Regions from separate parts of the Mus musculus genome. Here region 2 is linked to region 1. Evidence: chromatin contacts called from public promoter capture Hi-C data. All regions are on one chromosome and are shown on one strand. The core of a region is the stretch at or near the end of the contact, and the rest is flanking DNA. Distances in the headings are between cores, read along the strand shown.

Evidence for each region. Promoter capture Hi-C pulls out the DNA fragments that hold promoters and counts their contacts.
Region 2: a contact with region 1 is called in a promoter capture Hi-C map of liver, with 3 times the contacts expected there. The contact joins the promoter of D930020B18Rik here to the promoter of Tmbim4 in region 1. A contact is called at or near these places in 1 of 39 promoter capture datasets (liver) and 1 of 115 datasets of contacts at active chromatin or transcription factors (pancreatic cancer cells).

The regions. Positions count from the first base shown.
Region 1 is chr10:120,205,652-120,212,874 of GRCm38.p6, forward strand. It overlaps Tmbim4 (transmembrane BAX inhibitor motif containing 4), which reads left to right and starts at 3,175. Exons shown (of 7, transcript NM_026617.3): 1 at 3,175-3,291. The coding sequence starts at 3,195.
Region 2 is chr10:121,638,072-121,645,294 of GRCm38.p6, forward strand. It overlaps D930020B18Rik (RIKEN cDNA D930020B18 gene), which reads left to right and starts at 3,630. Exons shown (of 13, transcript NM_177335.4): 1 at 3,630-3,998. The coding sequence starts at 3,747.

The sequences.
Region 1 (7,223 bases), core at 1,925-4,424:
ATCTTACAAACTTTCACAATTGTGCCCATTAAAGCCAAATTGTCACCAAGATTCCTTAAGTTTAAAAGAAGATGTGAACTGGGTATGGTAACACAAGCCTTTAAACCAGCACTTAGAAAGGCAGAGCTAGGTAGATGGCCGTGAGTTTGCAGCCAGCATGGTTTACATCGTGTGCTCCAGGTGAACCAGAGACGTGTACACAGTGAGATACTGTGGAAGGTGGAGGAGGAAGAGGAGGAGGAGGAGATGCAGGAGGAAGAAAGAAAAATTAAGAGAAAGAAAGAAAAAAGAAAAAATGTAAAGTCTTTACTGGTTTTAGAATTGAAAAAAAATAATATGTGGTTTTTAATTGTGTTGTTCTAGAATTAATGTGTCTTTCCACTGAGAAGTTGCTCTATAACATTAGAGATTAATTTTTAAAAAGGCTCTTTAATATATACATGCTCAACCCTGGCTAAAGCCCAAAGAGAAGCTGGCTTGACTCGAAGATTTTGCTAACTTACGTACATACACCTTACATTTATGCAGTCTACATATGCTATCATCTTGAAATCTCTCTCAGGTTCTGGCTCTAGGTTACACCTTGAACAGTTTAAACACAGACAGAAGTCTGGCCACTAAGGCAGGAGGCTGCAAGTCTGGTCGCTAAGGCAGACGGGATATGTACATGGCCAAGATTTTACATATTGTCAGAATGATTTTAAGTATACCAATGTTGTTCTTTTTCAAATATTGTTACCCAGAGTCATCATGCTCGCCTGGTAAAAGTATGCTTTTCTAAAGAAGAGAGCTAGGGGCTTTACAGTAGGCTAGGAGATCAAGTCAGCTAAGACCCTGTCTCTCCTCCCCTTTCTTTCCATGCCTTTCTGTTCTGAGCAAAGCCTTTGCTGATACCAGAAAGGAACACCAGTGGAACAAAAGGATGTAGTGAGATTTGTTGGTGGTCCACAGTTTTTAGAACGTTGTACCTTTCTACATTCAGAGTCAGTTCTGCCACCATCCTCCCTTCCTTCTTTCCTTGTGCTCAGCAACAATCACCACTTGACTGTAGGTTAATTCCCATGCATTGTATATACAACTGGATTCTCTGCACATCAGACATCCTGAATGCTGAGATGCAAGCTTTGGCAGAGGTGGACGCCATTGTTGCATGTGCCTTTCCCATGTTGCATCGTGCTTTCAGGGTTCACTCTTTTTGTTTGTTTGTTTGGTTTTGGTTTTTGATTTTTTTCAAGACAGGGTTTCTCTGTGTAGCTCTGGATGTCCTGGAACTCACTCTGTAGACCAGGCTGGCCTTGAACTCAGAAATCCACCTGCCTTTGCCTCTCAAGTGCTGGGATTAAAGGCGTGCACCACCACGCCCGGCCAGGGTTCACTCAGGGTCCTTCTGAGGGCGTGATCTCTGCAGTGTCCTAGGCAGCGCCTTCTAATTTGTGCTGGTCATAGCTATGTTACATATGTTACATCTGGTTTTCCCAGAGTGTGACATTGTCAAGCCTTTAGTTTTAGCCACTTGATGAATGCTTAGCAATGTTTCCTTTTGATATTTAGCTACATTTTTTTCTGATCATTAGTGAGAGTAAACATCTCTCCCTGTGCTTATTACCTAGTTGGCTTCATTCTATGCATACAGTGTTACCTGATCCAGTCTCTTGCCCCGTTTTCTATTAGCAGTTTGCTTTAGAGAGTAAGTCTGGATTTGTGGTCATTCTTTTTATGGTATGGGATGGGAACTTTATATAGATGTGTATATTAAAAATATTTCCCAGTCCATAGTTTGCTTTTACTCTTTTATAATGAAATTTACTCCTAGGTGTTCTCAATTTTATATAGTGTGTCAATCTTTGTAGATTAAATAATCTTTGCTTTCTTCAAATTATAAAGAGATTATTTTATATAACTTTAAGTTCTAATATTTTGTCTTTCACATAGGGGGCACAATCTAGCTAGAATTATTTTTTTCTGAATGAGATATTGGTGTTGTCTTTAGATAATAAAAAGATGGTTGCCAATTCTTCTCCAGTTTGCCTTCTATAATAAATACTATTCTTACCTTTATTGAAGTGAGTAACAACATGTTTAAAAAATAATAAAAAGCTAAGCATGTTTCATTCTTGTTATTGTGGAACATATCTGAAAAAAGTTTCCTGAAAATATTACATTTTTAGTTTTAGAATAGACAGTTCTTCAATATTTTGAATCCCACTTGCTGTCTTTGGGATGAGTCAAAGTAAACTCATAGAAATAATTACAAGTGGGCCGGTTGGTACGCCTTTAATCCCAGCACTCATGAGACAGAGGCAGGTGGATCTCTGAGTTCAAGACCAGTCTGGTCTACATAATGAGTCTCACGGCAGCTAGATGCATATTGAGACCCTTAAAACAATAAAGATAAATAAAGTTAGTGGTGTCCTGGAATATTTCTTTGGCGAGTCTACACCTCATGCTTGCAATAGTGTCATGACAGATGCATTTTGTTATCGCCACTTTCTCTGTCCTTCTTCCTTTGGTTTTGGTTTCGGTCACGAATTCTATATTTGGCATTCAGTGGTCTTGCCTTTGTTCATCTGTCCAGCCTCATTCTTTGGCACTTGTCCTGTACACCACCACGATGACTTTGCCCTCTCAATTCACAAACATCGAATCCGTGAAAACCTGAATTACGCCCATGGGGTGGGGGTGGGATGGGGGTGGGGGTGGATTCCTACTTGTCTTTCAAGATGAAGGATTATTTAACTTTAAAAGCAGGGGGGGGGGTCTGTTTTAAAAGAAATGGTCAATAAATGAAGGCCTAAATGTTGCTTTAAAATAATTTTACTTAAAAGTGCATTCCTGGACCAAGTATTGAAGTGAATTAATGAGAGGTTGTTGATTGATACCGTAATCTTTCTATCTTGTTTAGCACTCTTTCTGGAAGAGATTCTCTAGAGGCCTAGAGGAACTTTTAAAGAAAATCCTAGAAAAAACTCCCTTGCGATGACGTGGGAGAGAGCAATCTGTCTCCTACTAGAAAGCAACCTCCTCTCCTAGTGGAGACTTTTCCATGGGAGCGATCGACTGGTTCGGCGCTCGCTGCAGAGAGGCAGTTCGGCTAGTTCTGTCTGGCGGCCATCCCGGAAGTGGGTGAAGGCGGTTGTGGTCAGTGTAGGCTCCCACTTCGGCCGGGGCAGGTGCGGGCGGGCACTGCTGGCGACATGGCCGACACGGACCCGGGCTATCCCCGCTCGTCCATCGAGGATGACTTCAACTACGGCAGCTGCGTGGCGTCGGCCAGCGTGCACATCCGCATGGGTATGTGGCGGGGGTCAGGGGGACCAAGTGACCAGAGGGAGACATAGTTGTCTTCTAGAGGTGTGGGCCGGGTCGCCTAGGTCAGCGGTCCTCAACCTGAGGGTCGCAAGCGGGACCCTTTCACAGGGGGTCGCCTAAGGCCATCTGCACATCAGATATTTACATTACGATTCGTGACAGTAGCAAAATTACAGTTCTGGAGTAGGGACAGATATAATTGCATGTTTGGGGTCAGCACACCAGGAGGATCCATATCAAGCATTGGAAATCACGGGCTGATGCCCTCATTTATTTGTTCCCCGTGCTGAGACCTTACCATCCTAGTCATTACTGTCTCCCCGTGGGGTACAGAACTCGGCATACGTGTGTGTGATGACTGAGAAGTTTCCCAGACCGACGCATAAAGTCACGGCGACTCAAAGTTATTACTTTGAGTTTAGGCTGTTCGTTGACGCGTAACGAAGCGGAATTCACTGTCCACCAAAGGTCACTTTACAGAAATGGACCTGCCTGGGCAGCTCAAACCGGTTCTGGATTTAAAAAAAAAAAAAAAAAATGAAGGTGGTTCTGACGCATCTAGAATCTTGGTACTTACCTAGCCCGATATTCCTGTAATGAATTTTGAAATTATTTTGACAAGTGAGCTCAGCTTTTAAAATATATTCATTATGAAAAAGTACTGGTAGCCAAAAAATTGCTACCCTAGACACCTTTGAGGTACCAAGCAGTAATGTTTTGTCGCCCTGTGGTATTTCCTATCCAGCCAGAACTTAGTCATCTTTCAAAGCAAAAGTGAAATTGTATCCATAAGTAACTCGCCATTGCCAGCCTCCTCTGCCCTGGGCAACTCCCATTTCTTCAGTCTTTATGAAACGGTTAGAACTGCCTCAGTAAAAAAGAAATCATACATGTTAGCCGTTGTGACTGGCATGTTTCTATTAATGTCTTCAAAGCTCACCCATGTCATAGTGTATGTGTGTCCGACTGTCATTCTTCCTTTCTCTCAGGCCTAGTCCAGAATGCCACGTAGTTAAGATCATGTGTGTTGGGTGTTTTATTTATTTTTTTCCTCTTCAGATCTACATTATTCACTTGGTACTGCCGTGTGTACTTACGATTCCCCACCCCTATCCTCCGTGGCCGGATTGCTGACTAGCCCTTGCTATAGAAGCGTCCTCTGCTTTCTCTTTGTGCCTGAGTACTTTTCTTTCTTCAACTCAAGGTCGTTCTCTTGAATGCTCAAGCATTTGGGCAGTTATGGATAAAACTGTTTTGCAAACTCCCCTGGGTTTTGTGTGTGTGTGTGTGTGTGTATTTGTGTGTACATAGTTTCAACTCATTTAGATAAATACCTAGGCGCATGGTAGCTGGGTGGTACACAAGAGTGGACTTTGTACTGTAAGAAACCACTAGACTGTGACCCTGCATTCCTAGCAACAAAGAATGAATTCTTCTTCATCCATGCCATAATTTGGTGCAGTCATTAATTAATTTGGATTTGGGCAATTTTAATAGGTTTTCTCTCTTTCTTTTTTTTTTTTTTTGTTTTTTGTTTTGTTTGTTTTTGTTTGTTTGTTTTGTTTTGCTTTGCTTACCGGGTATATCTTTTGCAAATATTGTCTCCCAATCTGTGGCCTGTCCTTTCATTCCCTTGATAGTACCCATTTTGAAAAGTACTTTGTTGTTTGAGCATTTAGCACATGCACTTGATGTGCGTTGATCACATCTATCCCCCCCACCCCAGCCCCTCAGTTCCTCCTTATCCCTGCACTGCTTTTCCCTCTGAACTTCATGTGCTCCTTGTTAAAAACAAAACCCACTGAGTCCAGCAGGGCTGCCGCCATGAGCATGGTGGTAGGACATACAGCATGGGTAGCCACATAGTGTTGTAGAAGGAAACTGGCTCTCCCTGTCTTAGTCACTGCTCTATTGCTGTGAAAAGACACCATGACCATGGCAACTCTTACAAGGGAAAACATTTCATTGGGGACATGCTTACAGTTTGAGAGGCTCAGTCCACTATCATCATGGCGTGGAGCATGGCAGCGTGCAGGCAGGTGCTAGAGCAGTACCTGAGAGTTACACCCTGATCCATAGCAAAGAATGAGACAGACTCAGGGCTCATTCTGGGCTTTTGAAACCTCAAAGCCCACCCCTAGTGACACACTGCCTCCAACGAAGCCATGCCTCCTAATCCTTCTAATCCTTTCAAATAGTTCCATTCCCTGGTTACTAAGCATTTAAATATAAGAGCCTATAGGGGCCATTCATACTCACGCCACACCCCCAGGAGTCATCAACTGCTCATAGCTTCTCTGGTGATCCATTTGAATCCGTTTGAATCATGGCTTTTGGATTGCAGGATTTCATTTTTTTTTTAAGCCAATATTTCAAATTTATTCTTTGACAGTTCCATACATGTATACAGTGTATCCTGCCCAGCCCCACTCCCTCCAACAACCTTTTCTCACCTTCCTATCCATTTGTTTGTTTGTTTGTTTGTTTGTTTAATACAGGGAATCCACTCAGTACTACCCACTTTCGCATGGGAATGGGACATCTACCTAGGCCACTAGGTAGGCAACTTACTAGAAGCTGTGGGGGAAGAAAACTGACTCCCACCAGTGGCCATCAACTGCTCCTTGCCCCTTGGTTTTCAGACCCTTGAGTCAAGGTTCTTTCTACAACTCTGCTATTCTCTAACCTCACTTAAAAAAGGCACGTGTCCCACCAGTGCTCTTAACCTCTCTGCCATCTCTCCAGCCCCTTCATATATGTTCTTTATCGTGGTGAATTGGTTTCTTTTGATTCCTAGCTAACACATGATTGTAGAATTTTATCACATGGTTTTTCTGTGTCAGTTGACAGTGACATGACAGCATTTCCTCCCATGTCTGTCATTCTATAAATGTAGTATATGACATTTGATTGACGTTCATGTATTGAACCATCCTAGCCTTCCAGGAGTAAATCCCACTTAGTCGTGTTTAATGTACTAATATGCCATCGACTCTTCTTTGCTGTTTTGTTGTTGTTGTTGTTGAGGACTCTGTGTCTATTCATCAGGCATGCTGTGCTGTAGTTTCGATACACTGTTAACTTTGCTGCTCTTCTTAGAAATGCTTGAAATAAGACGGGAGCTGGCCTATGTAGCAAGTACTGGGTAGTACTTGAGTGGGTAGGACTGAGAGGTTCCTGATGACATGAGACAGTGGATGGGCTCAGGGAAGGACAGGGACAGAAGGTGACAGACATGACACTACAGGAAACTATCAGAAACAATACGTGAACACCAATCAAACTATAGAGGTGGTCCTGAGCGTGTCCGTGAGTGAGAGAGGCCTCGGTGAGGCAAGGTCAGACTTAAGGAATAATTTAAACTATTAAGGGATATTTAACAAACACATTTGATTTTTTTCCCTCAGCAACTCTGTACTAGATGCAGAGATAATTAACAGTTGCTGTTCTGAAAACACTGACTTGGCCAGCCCCTAAAATGACTTCTTTGTGGCACCTTGGCTAAATTCTAAAGTGCCAAATGCCAGGTTTAGAGGGGCTTTTGGGAGGAATGACGCATCTGAGAACTGAAGTAACGTAAGGAGGAAGCGGGATTCCGTCCCTCGGAGCTTACACTTTACCTGTGAGGTAAGCTCATGGGGAGAGGACGTTTCTGCTGAGCTACTCCGTGCTGGGAGCAACACACCAAATGTCACCGTGGGAAGCGTGCCTATTTAAAGTGAGGTTAGGAAAATAAGATTGTGTTGTAGAAAGACCCTTGACTTTAAGCGTCTGAAGATTAAACACAGCCTGCCTGGTAGTATGCAGGCAAGCTTTGCCTCTGTGATCCCTCGTCTTTAAAGCAGACGATTGCTGCATGGAACCGGATGCTTTAAGGGCCAGACAATTATTTAAACATTGAAACTTCTCAAATT
Region 2 (7,223 bases), core at 2,380-4,879, 1.4 Mb after region 1:
TGTGTGTATGTGTGCATTTTAGAGACAGGGTCTCTCTGTGTAACCCTGGCTTTCCTAGAACTCAGTACATAGTATGTAGACCAGGCCAGTCTTGAACTCACAGAAATCTGCCTGCCACTGTCTCTTGAGTGTTAAGATTAAAGGCATGGGGCACCACACCTGGATGGCACCTGATCTTTTGTCTTTGTTTGTTTGTTTGTTTGCTTGCTGTGTTTTCTTGAGAACTCTTTTCTGTAGGCCAGGCTGGTCTTGAGTTTGTAGCAATCCTCCTGCCTCTGCCTACCAATATAGGCAGTGGATGATTACGGGCACATGCCATTATGCCTGCTCCTTCATTTCTTGACCTTGTTACTTCTTTTGAATCAAATCCAGAGTCTTGCTCATGCTGTCAAACTCTTTTACACAGCCTTGACTCTCTCTCTAAATGTCAAGCATTGCTGGTCACGATGGCACTTTGGTATTGGAGCCTTTGCTCTCATTCACAGACAGGGAAACTGAGGTGTTGAGTGTGTGTGTGTGTGGGGGGGGTCCATGAATCACCTCACAAAACATACAAACACCAATCTCAGCAGGACAGGGATAGTTTATTGAGCAAATGCCCCAGGACTCATCTATCAGGGCCACAGTTCAGATTTGGGAACTGAACTGTGACGAGTTAACATCCTACAGGGCTTTTAAAGCCTGCGATCTACAAACATCTATGCTAAGTCATTCCACCAATCAGGGTTTAGGAATAGGGGGATTTCCTTTCCTTAGGAGCCTGTGGTTGTTGTACACTTACCCTGATCCCATTGGTTGGGGTGTTCAACTGTGGCAAGGGACTCGACTTGTCTAATATTCATGTCTTAACGTATCTATACAAGGATGGTACTTGTCTAACATTAGCTTACCAACCAGGATGTCAGCTACCCATGTCTCTTTCTGCCAAGTAGGGTGTCAGTTCCCAGGGAGGTCTTAAGAATTTAATATTTACTTGATCATTACTCAAAATGGAAGTCTTATTACAAAGTTTCTTATATTGGTGCAGGAGTCTCTCTTGTTTGGGGTCCATCCCAGGGACAACTTGTAAAAGCAAATACCATATAAAAGCTTATACGCAGGTGCAGGAAGTACTGTTGAGTGGTTGATTGTGGTCCAGTCTTACTGTGGATACAAAAGCAGTTCTACTGGCTTCTATCGTGATTGGTTCCCAAGGGCACAGAACATAACAGAATATGGAATCAACCTGGGCATGAGAAAGTTTTCTTAAAATGGCAGGCTAGCCAGGTGACAGTTACCTAGCATCAAATTTCACCTAGGCCTTGACCCTGAGATGTTCAAGGTCATTTACAACCGGGTTGGAGGACTACAGTGTGAACCCGGTTTGCCTGCTTTAACATTATGCTCATAAATCCTATTCTTTCAAGTTAATTCAAATTAATTCAGTCTACACTAACCCTGGACTCAAGACATACCGCTCCGTTCTGATGGACGTCGATGTCGTGCCTTTTGAGCTTAGCGCCCCGCAAGGAACCCTCCATTCTCTTGGTGGAAATGGTTATCGAATGCTTGATCACTCAGAATCTATTGTGCTAAAAGTTTCTAGAGTTTGGACAGGCTCAGATGACAAGGAGCGAATACTAATCTCGGGTGTATATGGGTTAGCTACTCTGGAGGGATTTGAAAAAACTGGGGAACAAAAACACTTCAGTGTCATTACTACTTTCTGGCCCTCACTCCTGCTCTTTGGCAGGCTGGGTACTCTCTAGCCCTCACTTCTGCTCTCTTTGGTAGGCCAGGCACGTGTTAGAAGTTGCATTCTATATATGATGAGCCTTAGGCTCAGGAAGGCTAAGTGATATATATATATTTTTTTTTTCCCTAAAACTCTCACAGATAGTGAACAGTGGTATTAGTACTAATCCAATACACCCCCCTCCCCAGCCCCTGGCTCCAAATTCAGCAATTTTTTCCTTTGCAGTTGGTTAATCTCATCCTTGCCATCTGACCTTTGCTGTTTCCCTGGCAACAGAGTGGAACATGGAGAACCTGGAAACCATGACACTGTCTTCTCTGTGAGTCGCCAAGCCTAGATGAGGTCATTAGTACCTCTGTCTTGTGCTTCATCCTAAGGTTTATTAAAGTTGGTGTCTTGGTCACCAAAAGCTAATTGTTTTTCAATGGGTGTTTAAGCACCCACAGCAAGTGCAACACCATTTCTGGAATGCTCCGGGCGTTCTGTTTGTCTTGGTCCCAGGAAGTGGGTATAAAACCAGAAACCCAGAGACAGAACAGTGAGTGGTCTGAAGTCACTTTCTACCTCTGATGTCACAGTTACTGTTATTTGTCACTGAGCTGCTGTGAGGGTAACTATCAGGCAGAGTTGAGGGTCCTTGCCTTTCTATTGGCTTAAAGTGGCAAAGGTCCTTTACCAGCAAAGCTTGTAACCATGGTGAGAGTCAATTTTTATCTATCGGCTGAGGAGTCAGACAGAGCAGATTCTGGGGACACTGAGTGCTAGGCCACACAGAATTTGAGATTCTGCCAGCAGGTGGCACTTCCTCCCCACTCCGAGCAATTACATGCTAAGAAAAGAAACAATGACTTACTCTTTCCCTGCTGTGGTGAGTTGTTCACCATATCTGGTTGTATACTGAGACACATCTATGCTCTTCTCCCATGATGAATTTGGAATTGTTTACAATATTCAGCTCATAATAGTAAAGTATGAAAAGGGAGACTATAAATCACCGTAAGGAACATCAGACTTTATTGAGGTCTGTTAGCAAATAGAGGAATAATATAGTTTCATTGTATCATCTCCATGAATTTACTTTTGAGACAGGGTTTTGCCGTGCATCCCAGAACTCACTAGATTAACAAAGGTAGACCTCCAGTTTATGGCTTGTCCTCAGGCCTGTCTCTGGAATCCTGGACCTACAAATGTGGGCCAGCTCCATCCTCGGGTCTTTCTATGAGTGGGAAGGGGGAGAAAGATGGGTTTTCCGGGGTTTGAAATAAAAATGGAAGCGCACACCTAGGGCAAGTTTCTATTGTGCTTCCTAGCACGCCAACCTAACATACAGCGTTATTCCTGGCCAGCTCGCAAACGTGAAGCAACCCCTTTATTGCTCTGCATCTCTAAGGTTACATAATCACATCCTTCAACCCATCGGCTTCCAGAGGGCCCTTCCACCTGGCATTCATTTTCCGCATCGTTCTAGGCATCGGGGACACAGACGCACGGCTTGTATGGCTTGAGTTACCAAAACAGTTTGTAAGGGTCTTTGGAGACTCCTGCCTCTAAGACAAAGCTTGAAAGTCACAGCAGGCAGTGTTATGGTAATTATAGGATTCTCAACTCCGCAAAATCCCATCGGTTTCAAGTTTCTCTTTAACAGGAAATCAGATTCAAACCGGCCTCCGTTATCAGTGGAGTTTTTAATGTGACCATGTGGCTCAGTAGCTGAAAAGGGGCCGTATTTCTTCCCAGACCCTTGAGTACTTCTCCTTGTCAATCAACACTTTAGTCTTGCTCCGCCCATCGCTGTGTAGGTGAGGACGAAGTTTAGGGGCGGGACCGGGCGGGGCAGGGGGCTCGGGGAACACGACTCCGGAGCTGGTTCCTGAAGCAAGGTCCGGCTCCGGGCACCGGGACGCGCTGGTGGCAGAGGCGGCAGGCGCGCGGCTTTGTGGCGCGCGCGGGTTCCACTGGGTGTCGTGGAGTCGCAGCCACCCAGGATACTCTGCCTGGTCGCGGGTGTCGCATGGCAAGCCCCGCGCGATCCGGCTTCCCCGGGCGCACGAACAGCCGTCTGGACGCGTTCTTGCGGCGGCACCTGCCTCCGGAGGTGTACGACGCGGTCCGCGCCTACGAGCCGTGCATCGTGGTGTCGGACGCCGAGAAGCACACGTTCAAGTACGTGGTGCTCAGCGACCGGCTCATCTACCTGACCGAGAACCCGCCCAAGTCCATCCGGCGGGTAGTGGCTTTGCGGGACGTCGTGGCCATTGACCTGGTGAGGATTGCGGGCGGGCAGGCTCCTTCCTAAACTCTCGCATCCCCCTCTGGCGCTGGAGAAAGGAGGAACACCTTCCCCATCCCGCCCCGGACTTCATCTCTTGTCAGTGAAAGCAGCTGCGTGGAAAAGCTGGGGTTTGATGTAGAATTTCAAATAAACAAGTTCTCCCGTTCTCCTCCTGAAAACCCTCTGCTCCCAAATTGGGCAACAGGTTTGACAACCAGTCTCGCTATAGTGACAAGCCTCTTGTTCATTAAGCACCTACTCCGTGCGGGTACCGTGCTGCACCTCTTCTGCAGGAACGGGAGACCACACCTGTGCAAGCCAGCGCCGCCACGCTTTGTTTACTTTCTTGCCGCTCATGTGTAGTCCACACGTGACTGGTCCAGAAAAAGTGCGTGAGCGAATAATTTGCGTGATGTGCACAGGATCCGTGCGTCTTTCAGGCTGGCCACTTAATTCAAACGGAGTGGGGAAGCTTCCTGGAAGGAGTGTCCTCAGGACTGAGTCTCAAGAGATACAGTCTTGCCCTGGGTTTTAGAGTAGCCACTGTTTCCCTCTCCTCTGGGAATAGATTGACTTTAAGACGCAGCAGCTGATTGGAGGCACAGCCTCCTCTCCTGTTTCTCCTTTTATTGATTGCCTCCAGGTCTCTTTGTCTGAGCTGCTTTCCAGGTGTTCCTAGTTCCTCTGGGACTTGTGTCTAGCCTTTACTCTCGCTTGCCTAAGTCTGTGTCCCCATGGGAGTAGTTGGCAAGGCTGTTGATGAAGCTGTTTTGCCCACAGAACAGTAACTTGGCTTTAACACATTTATAAGAAAATAATACAATTAAATAATTTTCTTTTTAAATTCTACTCAGATGTCGGCTGTGGCTACCTTTGTTTCTTTGAAACTTTTATTACACTTTTTATTTTGTGTGCACGTGTATATTTGTGAGTGTGTGTGTGCGTGTGTGTGTCATGGTGAGAATGTGGAGGTCTGAGGAGTTTGTGTAAGTCAGTTCTCTCAGTTTGTGGGTCTTGGAACTTGAACACAGGTGTTGAGGCTTGGCATTAAGCAAGCAGCTCTCTGAGCTGCTGAGCCAGCTGGCCTGCTCTCTTTTCCTTCCCTTTCCTCTCCTTTCTTTTTTCTTTGAGTAAAAGAAGTAAATCCTTGACATTATTTCCACTCTTTTGAACTAATTAGAAATAAATTGCCATATAAATAAACTGCAGTGTGTGCATGTGTATCCCAGAACCTTGTGCTAGATAAGTGCTCTACCAGCGTACGGCCTTGCAGTCTGAGCAAATGTGCTAGAAAGCTTTTTTGCACCCAGCATTTTTAGCGTCTTTAGTGAAAATATTTGTTGTTTCGACAAAACTGTGATGATTTTTTGATATTGCTATTCTTCCCCAACAGACACAGTCTGTTGGTAGCTGTATATACTACTTTAAGGTGTCAGAGAGAGAGAGAGAGAGAGAGAGAGAGAGAGAGAGAGAAAGCGAGCAGCACAGTAATATTCCTTAGGGTCCAGAAACCCAGAATCAACTCTGTGAAAAGAAGCTCTATAACTTCTCATGCTTTATGGACGGATTTGCCTTTCAGGAATTCAGGAGAGTTTTTTGTTGTTGAAGAGACTCTGGCCAGCCTGTGTGTGGCAAGCATGGCTCTGGCAGGCTTTGCCCTTCTCCCCCATTCCCTCTGCCTGGCAAAAAACAAAACAAAAAACAAAAACGAAAACAACCACCACCACCACCACAACAACAACAAAACATTAGATTACATTCCTAAACTCCCAACGTCACTTCCCTATTTGGCCAATTCCTCCTCCTGAGGCTGACTACCAAGGTCCAGCTAAATTAAAGTATTGAAGTCCAGCAATCAAAAGCCCCCTTTGGCTCACCTAATTAACATGCTCAATTAAAATGAAATACCTTATCCTAACATGGGGTTCCCTATTTTATCTTATAAACCACCGTTTGCCCTTGGGCCACACCTCTCTCCCCTCCATCCAGAGGCAGTCCTTTGCCCCACTCTGGGACAAATACCCCTTCCCCTTTCCCTTGCCTGCCCCCCCCCTTTGGTCTTTCCCCTCTTCCTCCATCACCTATCTCTGTTCCTTATCCCCACCCTCTGTCCCTCTGGGACAAATCTCTTTTGTGCCGAGAACTTGGTCTTGGGGGTCCTGAGCCAATACTTTTCCATTCAGCTGTTTTTGTTTTTGAGATAAGTTTCTCTGTATAGCCCTGGCTGTCCTGGAACTCACGCTGTAGACCAGGCTGGCCTCTAACTCAGAGATCCGCCTGCCTCTGCCTCCTGAGTGCTGGGACTAAAGGTGTGCACCACCAACACCTATCTGTTGAATATGCAGAAGAATATTAATGCATGATGACTAAATTCAACCTCCTGTTTGCAAACAAAACGAAACAACTCCCCCCAAACAAACAAACAAACAACACGAGAAGAATATGTAACATCTATAAATGTTCTGCACAAATATAAGATTTAAATATTGTTACTAGGTTTATGGTCCATCTTGCAAAATGTAGGTTAGCTTTGGAAGGCTCCAAACCCCTGGAACTTGTGACTATGTTATATCACAAGGGAAATTACGAATGCCACTTAATGGACTTAAGTAAAGGAGGCATCTGAACTGGGCCTGGTGGCCCATGTCTTCATCCCAGCTCTCAAGAGGTAGAGGCAGAGGACATGAGTTTAGGGCCAGCCTGGGCTACATAGACCCCACTGAAAACGTTAATAAACAGGGGCTGTAGAGGTGGCTCATCAGTTCAGAGTGCTTACAGAGGGACCCAAGTTCAGGTCCCAACACCCACATCCCGTGGTTCACAGCCTCCTGTAACTCCAGCACCAGGGGACATGAAGCCTGTCTTCCTTGGTACCTACATTCACATTCACATACCCTTCCTCCTACATATACACATAATTAAACCAAATCACTTCTTTAAAAAGTAAATAAGTAAAATTGAATTAATTAGAAGTATCCTGGTAGGCCCAGGGCAAGTAAAATACGAAGAGGCAGCATGAGAAAGACGGAGCCAGCCATTGTTAGTGTCAAAGGAAGCAGGAGTCTGGAGCAAGAGAAAGGAAGGCAGCATCCAGGTGCTGGAGCTGTCAAGGAGACAGACTTTCCTAGGGAGCCTCCAGGAGCTGTTCTGGCTGAGCTCAGCAACACCCTCTCCTGTGTCTGTTTTTGTTTTGCATTGCTGGGAACTGAGATGCAG